3 separate regions of the Drosophila melanogaster genome follow, and regions 1 and 3 are each linked to region 2. Evidence: chromatin contacts called from public Hi-C data. All regions are on one chromosome and are shown on one strand. The core of a region is the stretch at or near the end of the contact, and the rest is flanking DNA. Distances in the headings are between cores, read along the strand shown.

The links. A called contact is a pair of places that touch in the nucleus more often than the background predicts.
Region 1: a Hi-C map of the Kc167 cell line shows a contact between it and region 2, with 2.2 times the contacts expected there. The contact joins two enhancer-like sites. A contact is called at or near these places in 2 of 107 Hi-C or Micro-C datasets (the Kc167 cell line and embryo).
Region 3: a Hi-C map of the Kc167 cell line shows a contact between it and region 2, with 2.0 times the contacts expected there. The contact joins two enhancer-like sites. A contact is called at or near these places in 6 of 107 Hi-C or Micro-C datasets (the D17-c3 cell line, the Kc167 cell line, cellular blastoderm embryo and 2 more) and 1 of 6 datasets of contacts at active chromatin or transcription factors (the Kc167 cell line).

What each region holds. Positions count from the first base shown.
Region 1 is chrX:8,996,210-8,999,432 of dm6, reverse strand. All of the region lies in intron 3 of rdgA (retinal degeneration A), which reads right to left. All of the region lies in intron 2 of lncRNA:CR43836 (long non-coding RNA:CR43836), which reads left to right. Among named protein-coding and RNA genes, the nearest start is that of mir-31b, 4.4 kb to the right of the region's middle. Within about 2 kb of position 1,487, at least 6 of the 39 cell types and tissues checked have an H3K27ac peak or open chromatin away from gene starts, as enhancers often do. A contact at or near this core is called in the Kc167 cell line, where this site is marked.
Region 2 is chrX:8,867,969-8,871,528 of dm6, reverse strand. It overlaps CG12075, which reads right to left. Exons shown (of 5, transcript NM_001258653.1): 3 at 3,305-3,531; 4 at 1,621-2,315; 5 at 1-1,552. Among named protein-coding and RNA genes, the nearest start is that of Moe, 29 kb to the left of the region's middle. Within about 2 kb of position 1,333, at least 17 of the 39 cell types and tissues checked have an H3K27ac peak or open chromatin away from gene starts, as enhancers often do. A contact at or near this core is called in the Kc167 cell line and cellular blastoderm embryo, where this site is marked.
Region 3 is chrX:8,755,684-8,759,404 of dm6, reverse strand. It overlaps Lim1 (LIM homeobox 1), which reads left to right. Exons shown (of 7, transcript NM_132277.3): 6 at 449-710; 7 at 1,001-2,145. The coding sequence ends at 1,380. Among named protein-coding and RNA genes, the nearest start is that of lncRNA:CR43297, 33 kb to the right of the region's middle. Within about 2 kb of position 1,419, at least 35 of the 39 cell types and tissues checked have an H3K27ac peak or open chromatin away from gene starts, as enhancers often do. A contact at or near this core is called in the Kc167 cell line and cellular blastoderm embryo, where this site is marked.

The DNA.
Region 1 (3,223 bases), core at 238-2,737, 130 kb before region 2:
TCTCTGGGTTTTTTTTTTTTTTGTTTTACTTTTAATTAATCAAAAGTTTCGCGCTGTGAATTGCAATTTGCAAAGGACCGAGAAAAGAGCAAGAGAGAGAGAGAGAGAGAAATGGGAGAATTGATTACGTTAGTTAAATGATTAAAAAGCATTTTCCGCAGTTTTCCTTTCCCCCACGAAACTTAAACAATGGCTGCAAAAAAAAAAGCTCAATTTACACGCCAAACAAATTTTTGCTGACCAATTTCGTGAGTCCCAAACAAACGCACAAGCACACACTCACTCGCACTCGCACACAAAAGCCCTCGCATCGAAGGTTTTCGCAAATTGAAAAATCCTTTTATCGCCATCGGTGCTAAAATTGTTTGTTTGAAGTATTTTTGAAAACTGCTGCCAGTTGCATGGCTGAAAAATGCAGGGGCCAAAACCATTGACGACCTTTGTCATCGTTTCCATAAAAATGTTGTGCTAAGGTAATTCCCTTACGCATAATTGAAATGGAAAAATAGGTAAATTAAAAAAATAGTGATTAATAATTAAAAATAACACTAAGAAATTTGGTTTTTTCTTTTAGAAATATGTAGAATGTGATAGGTATATGAAATATTAAACGCAAATGCCGCGAGGGCAATCAGATTCGTGGTCGTGATGCGTGTTGCCTTTTGACCTGGTCATGGATATTCTTGTTTGCCGTTTGAAGCGATGTGCAGTTTACCCGCCCTTCTTTTGTTGTATTTTAAAACTTTTTTCTTTTGCCTCCTGCTTTGCTTTCTATTCCCTTTCAATCCATTCGAAAAACATACAGGTGCACGTGTGTGTTTAGTTGAAAGTGCTAAATTGACGGGCGATGCGGTTCGCTACGGTTCGGTTTGATTCCGGGCTGGAAAATGGATGAGACTGAGGGGAAATGGGGCGAGAGGCGGTTTCGTTTTACAGACAATAGGTGGCTAAAGAAAAACAACGGCAAAAAAAAAAAAAAAAAAGAATCCATTATGGCATACCTTTGGCATGTGCCGCGAGTCCTCTGGTGGCGCGGGGTCACCACTCGATGAAAAAGGGGGTCACCATGGGCGAAACTGATGGTGGGGTCTCAAATGCGAACACGAATGCGAGTGTGAGCTAAAAAAAAGGGATGCGGCCGGACAAAGAGCGATCCTTTCCAACCAAAACCCCCCACCCCTTCGTTTTCTTTTCTCCAAACGCTCCTGTTTGTGTGGGTCGCAAATTGAAAGCGTGAAATTAAATGAAAATGATATAGCTTTGAAATTGAATTCCATAGAAATGCCGAAAGTTTGCCAGGTGACAGCATGGAATGGTATTGTGAGTCGCAAAGAATTTGTTAGAGTGCGTAATTAGAAAAACTGCCGGGGCATCTGACCTTCGACGAGTTATCCAGATTTAATTGGAAAATGCAGGAAAAGCAGGTGCATTCATAGGTGCATAGCCTATTTCCGTACTGAGATTGATTCGATTGCGATTGCCTACTTTTCGGCATTTTTCAAAACAATAGTCTTGCTACAAAAAACGATTAAGCCGTTAACCCATTAAAGTCACAACAATGGCATAGCTTTTAAATTCCCTTTGCGCAGAAGTTTAAGAAACCAAAACTTTTAGAGAATGTACCGACCACAAGCAAAGTTTCTTCAACAATTGCCCTGATTTATGCCACTTTAGTTAAGGGTGAATACTTTGTAATTAAGTAAATTTCCGGCCAAGTAAAATGCCCATAAATCTTGGACATTGTTCGCCACTCAGTTAATTAGTCGAGAACTGACAGATTGTGCTTGGCAGCGATAAGCCAGCAATTCGAATGGGAAACCATTTTCAATTGACCAGCCCCACATTCGCACACATTTTCCCCCTTAACTTACTGCATCGTTTAAGGGGCCAAATCAATTATATACACACGTATATTTATATATTTATATGTATATATATATAGAGAGTGAGAGAGACTGGATTATTACAAACACGTTATTTATTTGCCGACCCCTTGACTTGACGCCGCTGCCCTTTGCCGTTTGCCCTGCCATCCACTTCCCTGATGGCCTCGTAATTGTTCAGAGCCCGCGTGGCACTAAGTAAAAAGTTTTGTATAATTTTTCATAAAGGCACAGCCCGACAAGGAGCCACAACAACAATATGAAATATATATATATTACACATATATATAATATGTACAGCATTTCAAAGCGCTGCAAGTGGAGCAACTGGGGATTCGGTGGCGTATGAGGAATTTCCTTATTATGTGACCGAGCAAACCGAACGCCATATCCTCGGGATTCACTTCACTTCGGCTGGGAATTGGGGATATACCCCCACCCCCCCCCCTTTGGCTGTGTGCCCCTGCATTTTAGTCTGGCTCATTAAAGGTGCCACAAAAATGAGAGCGCTTCACTTACAGGCCCCATAAACAATTTGCTGAAATTAATTCGGACTTTCCCCCTTTTAAATGTTTAAAAAAAAAAAAAAATTAAACTGCTCTTAAGTGAAACATACATCAAAATTTTCGCCGAGAAAATTAGAAAGTTCTTCACCTTTCCAACTCGAAAGCGAAAATGGATACTAGTAAAATTTCGTAATTTATTGAAATAAAGCAATTTGTGAACTTTTGGCAAGAATTTAATTGGTCCGAGTGGCTGACTTCCCCCATTTTTTTTTTTTTCGTATTTTCCTCGCCCAGACGCTGAAAATTAATCCGCGGCATTTTAATTTTTCCGGCGGAGTAAAACTCGTGGAAATTGAGTTAGTCAGGCGTGGATCTGCGGTCAAGGAATGAGGGGTTTGGGAAGTTGTCTAAAATAAAAAGAAGAAAAATATGTTAATTTCAATTAATTGTTGGCAGCAGGGAAAGGAAGGAAAAAAAAAAAGGAAACCAAGAACGAAACGAAAAATTGGTTAAAATGGAGAAGAGTTTACGCTTGATGGGGTAAGGGTTTCCAATTTTCTTTGGGTTTGGGTTTGGGTTTTGGATCTTCTTCCTTTTGTCAGAATAACTTGGAAGCAGCATCATAATTTGCTGCCATTTGTCGCTGCCACAAAAAAAAAAAAAAAGAAAAAAAAGAAAGAAGACAAGACGAGAAGTGTGTTTTTGTTGCACTTAATGACTGTTAGGGAAATTTTATAACGCGTGGCATTTTTGGGCGCCAAGAACTTTATCGAAAGAGGGAGGGGGGAAGGCCAAAAGTGTTCCCGGAAATTCAGTAGAATATTTAAATAAATT
Region 2 (3,560 bases), core at 84-2,583:
CGATTGTAGTCCCGATCTCTATCCCGCTCTCTGTCACGCACGCTGCGCTCCAAGTGCCTGGGTGGCTCCGGTTCCCATTCGCCGCGCGATCTGGCTCGGGATCGGTTTAGGTCACGTGGATTGGACTTTTCGCTGATCACCACCGGCGGTTCCTCCTCCTCGCTCCACTGCTCGTACGTGCTGGGTGGCTCGACGGAACCGCGACGCCGGCGCGATGACGACCGATACGGATCCCGGTGCGGTGTGTCGCGCTCATCCACGTCCGGATAGCGATTTACCGCCGGACGCTGTTCCATGGCCCGAAACTTGTCCTTGGCATCGTGGAAGCGATCACGCTGTGAACTCTGCGTGACCGGTGGCTCCCTGTAGTCCCGGTCACGATCTCGCTCCCTCTCCCGTTCCCGTTCCCTGGTCTTGGGAGTAGCTTCTGCGTAACGCATGCCCGTCGACTTCATCATCTTCTCCATGCTCTGTATATAGGGCAGACTCTCGGCCTCCCTGTATGGATTGCGATCACGGGAATGCTCCCTGTCGCGTTCGTGATCCCTTCGCCGCTCGCGTTCCGCATCCCTGGGATGATCTCTGTCACCTCGATCCCTGTCATGTCGACGTTCCGTGGTCCTTTGTCCCAGATCCGTGCCCCTGTGCACGGCAGCGTATTTGTTGTGACCCGCCGAGCCACCCGTGGATGTGGTCACTCCACCACCGGTGGGATGATCGAAGGGGGGCAGATGCTCCGTCGTTGACTCCACATAGCGCTGGCGATAGCGCTGATCCTCGCCAGCACCGTAATTTTTGAGCAGCTGCTGCTTCTTGCTGGTATACTCCATGAACTTTTGCTTGTCGGTGAGATTCTCCTTGCGTTGATGGTGATGCACTGGTGGGCCCTGCGTCTGTTGGTGATGCAATGGCAGTGACTCACTGCCCGGATCCGAGTCATCGAAATCATCGTGGTTGTCATCCAGACGAGAGCGTGACTTTCGATCCCTCGTTGGCTCGTGGGCCAACTTTTTGTTCAGCAGACGATTGATCTCGTTGTACTTATCCGTGTCCCTCAATTTGGCCGGCTGATGATTGACGGCGGCTTGCTGCTGCTCCTGCTGCATCACCCGATTGAACTTGGCATCGTAGTCGGCCGGACGCATTATGATCGGCTTGATCTCATCCTCGCGGCTCCACGACTTGTTCGAAATGGATGCCGGAGTCTTGGTACGTTCGCGATCTCGTTCTCGTTCTCGATCCCGGTCGCGCTCACGGTCACGTTCCCGCTCCCGTTCTCTGTTCCTCTCGAGCTCTCGCTCTCGCTCTCGATCTCGATCTCGCTCCCTCTCCCGTTCACGCTCCCTGTTCCTCTCCAGCTCCCGCTCTCGCTCCAATTCCCTTTCGCTGGGACGCGGCTGATATGGTTTGGCTGGCAGATCCCGCAGATAGCTATCCTCCGGCGGCTGGACGGCGCTCTTTCGCTTGAGTTGCGCGTGATGGGGCAATGCGATTTGTGACGGCTTCAGAGCAATAACCGAGTTGTCCGCCTCGTTCGACCAGTGCTCGTCATCTGGAGTTAAGTTAGTTGGAACTTCTATAGAATACTATATATCATATTGTTAGTTAATAGCCACTTACCACTGGAACTGTTGAGCTCCTGACGCTCGGGACTTGGTGCCAGATCGGATCCAATGCCCGATGATCCGCGCGAGGAAACCTGCTTGCCATTGGCGTTGGCCGCCGCTCCGCCGGCCACATTGGCGACACCCGGCACCTGACTCTTCGGCGATCCGCCCACAATTAGTGCGTTCCGACAGCGTCGCAACTCGATGGCCGTCAGGTTGCCCTTGGATCGGTGCACCGTATCGTAATCCCTTGGCGGTAGCAGCAATGGCGGCCCATTACCATTCAACTTGGCCCTCAGCTCGGCGGCCAGGGAATCGAAGAGGTCGCTATTCTGCTGCGGCGTCAACGGCGGATGGTGCAGCGAATGTGGCGGATGATGTGGATGGGCATGCGGATGGGACTTGGAATTGCCGTGCGGCGGCGATCGGGAAACGGGCGAGGAGCCACCAGCAACCAGGCCGTGCTCTTCGCTGCACTCCGATTCCCGGGTGCTGTTGCCCGTATCGCTGCCCAACGAGCTGCTGAATCTCTTCGGAGATGAGGTCTCGTGGCGGCGACCCTCACGATAACCACCCGATGTTTGTGACTGCAGTTGGTGATGATGGTGCGATCCCGGACCTGTTCCGCCGGACGACGAGGACTTGCCATTCGATTCGTGGCGCTTCTCGTTGCTACCGTTCATGGGAATCGGCGGCAGGATGCCCAATCTGCCAAAAAGGTTAGTTGTAGTCAGTTTTTTTTGTACGAGGAATTCATATTTTGTAAGAGGCGCAACCGTTAGCTACTAGAATTTTCACAATATTTTTCCACTTCGCCAGGCAGCTTTTCCAACTTTATCGATGGTGACAGCCTGGCTAGGCGGCACTTTTCAAAGCAGAATTTCCGCGAAGCCATCGAGTGAGCTTCTCGAGGCATTTAAGATATTTAAACTCGTGGTTGTGGATGTGATCTTGGCTGTGGATGTGGATGTGGATGTGTGGGTTCAGTGTGGGCGATGGCGAATCGCTGGGCTGTCGTGTGATGGGAATGCGGCAGTCGGTGAAGATTGCCCATGCAATTACTTTGGGAACTGGGACCATGCTGGGAGTCCAACAGCGAGTCCCCCACTATCATCATCATCATCATTCGCATCCACATCCACATCCACATCCACATCCCCAGCGGTGCGATTATCGCGATCGCTCGTCATGTGTTTCGGTTGAATGTGTGTCTAATGGAGTGACTAAGTGGCCCGGCTGCCACTGCTTCTGCTTCCTGCTCGCTGCCAAAGTTGGTGGCACAATTAATTAAATGTTGCATAACAAAACTCTCCCAGCAGTCGCAAAAAAGAAAAAAAAAAAAAAAATACGAAAAAAAATTGGAAAAACGAATGCCCAATTAGCATTATAATGTGCAACTGTGCTTAAAGTTATAGAGGTGTTTTCCTGATGAAAAATTAACTATTTTAAAAAATATATGTATATTATTTTTTCAATTATATGAAATGTAATAACAAAAATTGCTTGCAACTTTGTAGAACAGTGTTAGAAACACATAAACATGGCAGCTGCCAGTAATGGGTAACTATATATCATGCTTAGCAAAGTACATTTTCCTATTCATTTAATGAAGCCTGCCTCCATGCTCCCTGCTTTTCTTTTCCAAGTACTAAAGAACCCTTTTTTTTTGAAAAAAGGTAATTAAATTTATGGCCCACCTGGTCTCCAGCTCCTCGAAACGCTTCTGATTGTCGGGCCGGTTGATGAGGATCTGCAGCTGGAGATGCAGTGCCTCCGCCGTCGTCTCCGAGTCGCAGCGGTAGGCATGGACGTGGAGCGGGCACTTGGTGGCCGGATTGTAGAGCAGCAGGACGCAGGCGACGATGTCGTCAGTCTGCACCGAGCTGGTTATGGCACTGTGTGGAATCAGATGCTTCGAGGCACCCTGCGGATGAACGAGAACAGGAATTAATG
Region 3 (3,721 bases), core at 170-2,669, 110 kb after region 2:
GTAAAAATGGCATCGATGTCTGCGAAGATGCGTCTTCTGTCCGCTGTCCGCTGTCTTCAGTCCTCTCGATTTCTGTTCTGTGTTGTGGAGCGAAGTGAACTGATGTGGTCGAGTGGTGTGGGGAATGGGGCTAATTTTGCGACGGCCGCCCGGTGCGGCGGTAGCATCAATGCAAAAAAGGCCACAGCCAGCCACCAGCAGAATCAGAATCTATAGGGCCACAAGAATCGCGGGGCAGCAACAATTAGGCATGCGCCTCCATAAAGCGATGCATCGAGACATCGCAACCGGATCCACAAAGAAACCAAATAGGTTGTCCTAAAAACTCGTAGGGTGGGATTACCTAGATGCAGTACAAGTGTTCATTCCAAATAGTTTATTTAATAATTCGTACATTTTGAAAGCCTTAAACTAAACTTGTATCTACTTCCACTCAATTCATTTCCAGGTGTGGTTCCAGAATAAACGGTCGAAGGAGCGACGCATGAAACAAATCACCAGCATGGGCCGCCCGCCCTTTTTCGGTGGCGCCCGGAAAATGAGGGGCTTCCCCATGAACCTCTCGCCCGGCGGACTGGACGACGGACCCGGCTTTCCCTACTTCGCGGCGGACGCCAAGTTCGAGTTCGGCTACGGCGGACCCTTTCACCCGCACGACGGACCCTACTTTCCCGGACATCCCGGCGGACCGATGCCCTTCAATGCGCCAGGTGAGAAAAAAAAAAGCAAAGAAATAAAGTCTCAGTAGATGGAAAGTAATTACTGAAAATATTGTGATGTTATCATTATTTTTAACTAGTTTACAAAAATTTAAAGATGATAATTGTATCTTAGAAGGGACTACTTCAATTATGGCAATATACATATAGAAGAATTGAAATTGAACTGAAATTGCTTTGCCATCAAAAAGTAGTCGTATTTGGGGTATCCTAGAAACTAGCCCCTTTTGAAAATCATAAAAAAAATGAAACTAACCAGCAACTCTCTTCCAAAATCTTAGGTGGCCCCATGGACCACAGCGGACCCATTCCGATGGTGAACGAGTTCGGACTGACGCCGGAGGCGACGTTCCTTGGGCAGGCGGGCGGTCCGCCAATGCAACTGCAGTCGGCCGTCGGACCGCCGCCACCGCCGCCGCCGCCGAGCGCCGAGCACTTGATGGCCGCCGCAGCGGCAGCGGCGCAGCAACAGGCGGCGCAACAGCAGCAGCAGCAGCAGCAACAACAGCAGCAGCAGCAACAGCAGAATGCGCAACAAGCGGCGAATCAGACGCAGCAGCAGCAGCAACAAAATGGCCCCCGCACCAATTCGCCGGAGTTCATGAGCTCGGCGAATTTCAGCGAACCGCAGAATATGCAAAATGAAGGGCTCGTTTGGTAATATACGAAACAGTTGGCAACGCGGCTGCTGCTCTTCGGCAGAGAGCGAGAGCGAGAGCGAGAGAGAGCGGCGCGAGTGGAAGAGTAAATGAGAGGGAAGGAGAGTCAGATGTAGTGCCGTCTCGTTCTGGCCAAAGGCTAAGCCCCACCCCCTCTGCTACGTTTTGTTTTTGTTATACTTTTATTATTATTATTATTATTAAAACTGTGCTATTTTTTTGTATTTCAATTCGGCGCCAAAATATTTGTAAATTATAAAACAAAAAACACAAAAAAAAAAACAAATAGACAAAGGAAATCTCTCTTAAATGTATAAAAATCAAATAATGGGCGCTGCACATAGTAAACAATTTTTTTTAACAAACAAAAACATAAAAAACACAAAAGAAAAGCTCTAAAAAAATTAAATTAAACCCAAACACTAAACGTCTTGTCTGTAATTAAAACAAAAATACTATTTATGTGTATCAGTGTATAAAAACAAAATGAAAAACTGTAGTCTTAAAAAAAGGATCTGCATAAAGAGATTTTTTTTTTTGTAAATTAGCACATTTTATTCGTATATCTAAAATTTGTTTATTTTTGCCTGCATTTTTTGACGAAAAACGTTTTTTTTTTTTTATATTATTACACGTAACATATGGATATATATTATAATCGTTGTCTAACAACATAAACGTAACTAGGCATGTACTAGCTCCTAAGTCTACATAAACCAGATATTATATATACAAGAGCTACATACGGCAGCACACACGTACACGGCAAAAAAAAAGAAAAGAAAAAAGAAACACATAGCAAACTAAACTAAACTTTTTTTTTTTTTTTGTGGTCTTAGAACTTAAGCGAACGTAATTTATTATAAACAAATGGATAAAAAAAATGAGACGAATGGGAGGAGGAAGCAGCAGAAATGCTAAAACTAAATGTAAACCTAGAAAAGGATGACACCTAAACAAAATTACACGTATATATAAAAGGTATATGAGCATAAATATATAAATTTTCCAATTATAATGATATAGCAGCGAAAAAAAACGAGACAAAAATCCCCCAGCTAACAATTTTGATTATTATTATGACGATGCGAATTATTATTATTATTGTAAAAAGTATTTAGTGTTAGCATAATGAGTAAGTTTATTAAAGAACAGAAACAACAACAACCACAAAACAGACAACTAAATCCTTATATTCATCAAGCGATTAAAAATGAAATGTGCAAACGAAACGGCAGCAAAAGAAAAGTAAAGAAATATAATAAAGGCTAAAAAGGAATGTGAAAATTGCAAGGAAAGGCGCCCGAGAAATTCACATAGGAATAAGCGCGCGGCAAAGGAGGAAAAATCAATAATAAATAAACACAAATTGTTAACAAAACCTAAAACATAAAAAGCATGACGATGAAGAGCAACAAACAAAAAACGGAAATGAAAGAAACATTTGATGAGAAAAAAATATATATAAAATAAAAAATTAAACAAAACTGTGTGTTTAGCTTTGGAACAGGTTGCTATAATGCGGTGACTTCTCTTGACCCATTTACAGGGTATTCTACATTGATTTGATCTGAAAAAGAGATAAGTAAGTAATGTCTGCATTTGCAAAAATCGGTAGATCTCACTAACTTTATTGGTCCTAAGATAACATCCCTCTAATTGGCTCTTCCGAGTAATTCAACTTGCAATGTAAACAAGCTAAGTAACTCAAAGATGCATTTAAATTCCTCTAACTAATAACACCCTATAAATATTGTGTTTATTCTTAAATATATTTGTGAAGTGAATGACCATTAGCAGGGAGCTCATCTGTGCGGCAGCGTCTTTAATCGCACTCTCTTGTCGGCCAAGTTAATATGCGTGGCTAATATCGGGACAGCACAGTATTGATGCCCAGGACATGCACATCCCAGGAACATGCACACATGGACATGGATGGGGATGCGGATGTGGATGTGCATGTGGAAGGGGCCTGGGTGGTTGGTTAGATGGCTGGCTGGCCAGTCAGCAGTGCCTTTTGTTCGACACATGTGCGCGCATTCACACCTACGACCGAAAACACGACCACGAACAATGAAAATGTTCGTCTGGGAAAGGGGGGCCGGGGTCCAAAAGGGGGCCACTTGAGGGGTGGTGGACACGGCAACGTAGATAGCATTTAATGCAAAACAATGCCACACTGTTGTTGCCGCAGGAGAGGCATGCAACAGCAGCAACGCAGCAACAACAACCATGACGAATTTCGTACTCGCCATATAGACACATACATATATCCACAGATGGCCACAAACATACATACATATATGGCCACATATATCCACATCTGCAGGCGTTGCAAAACGG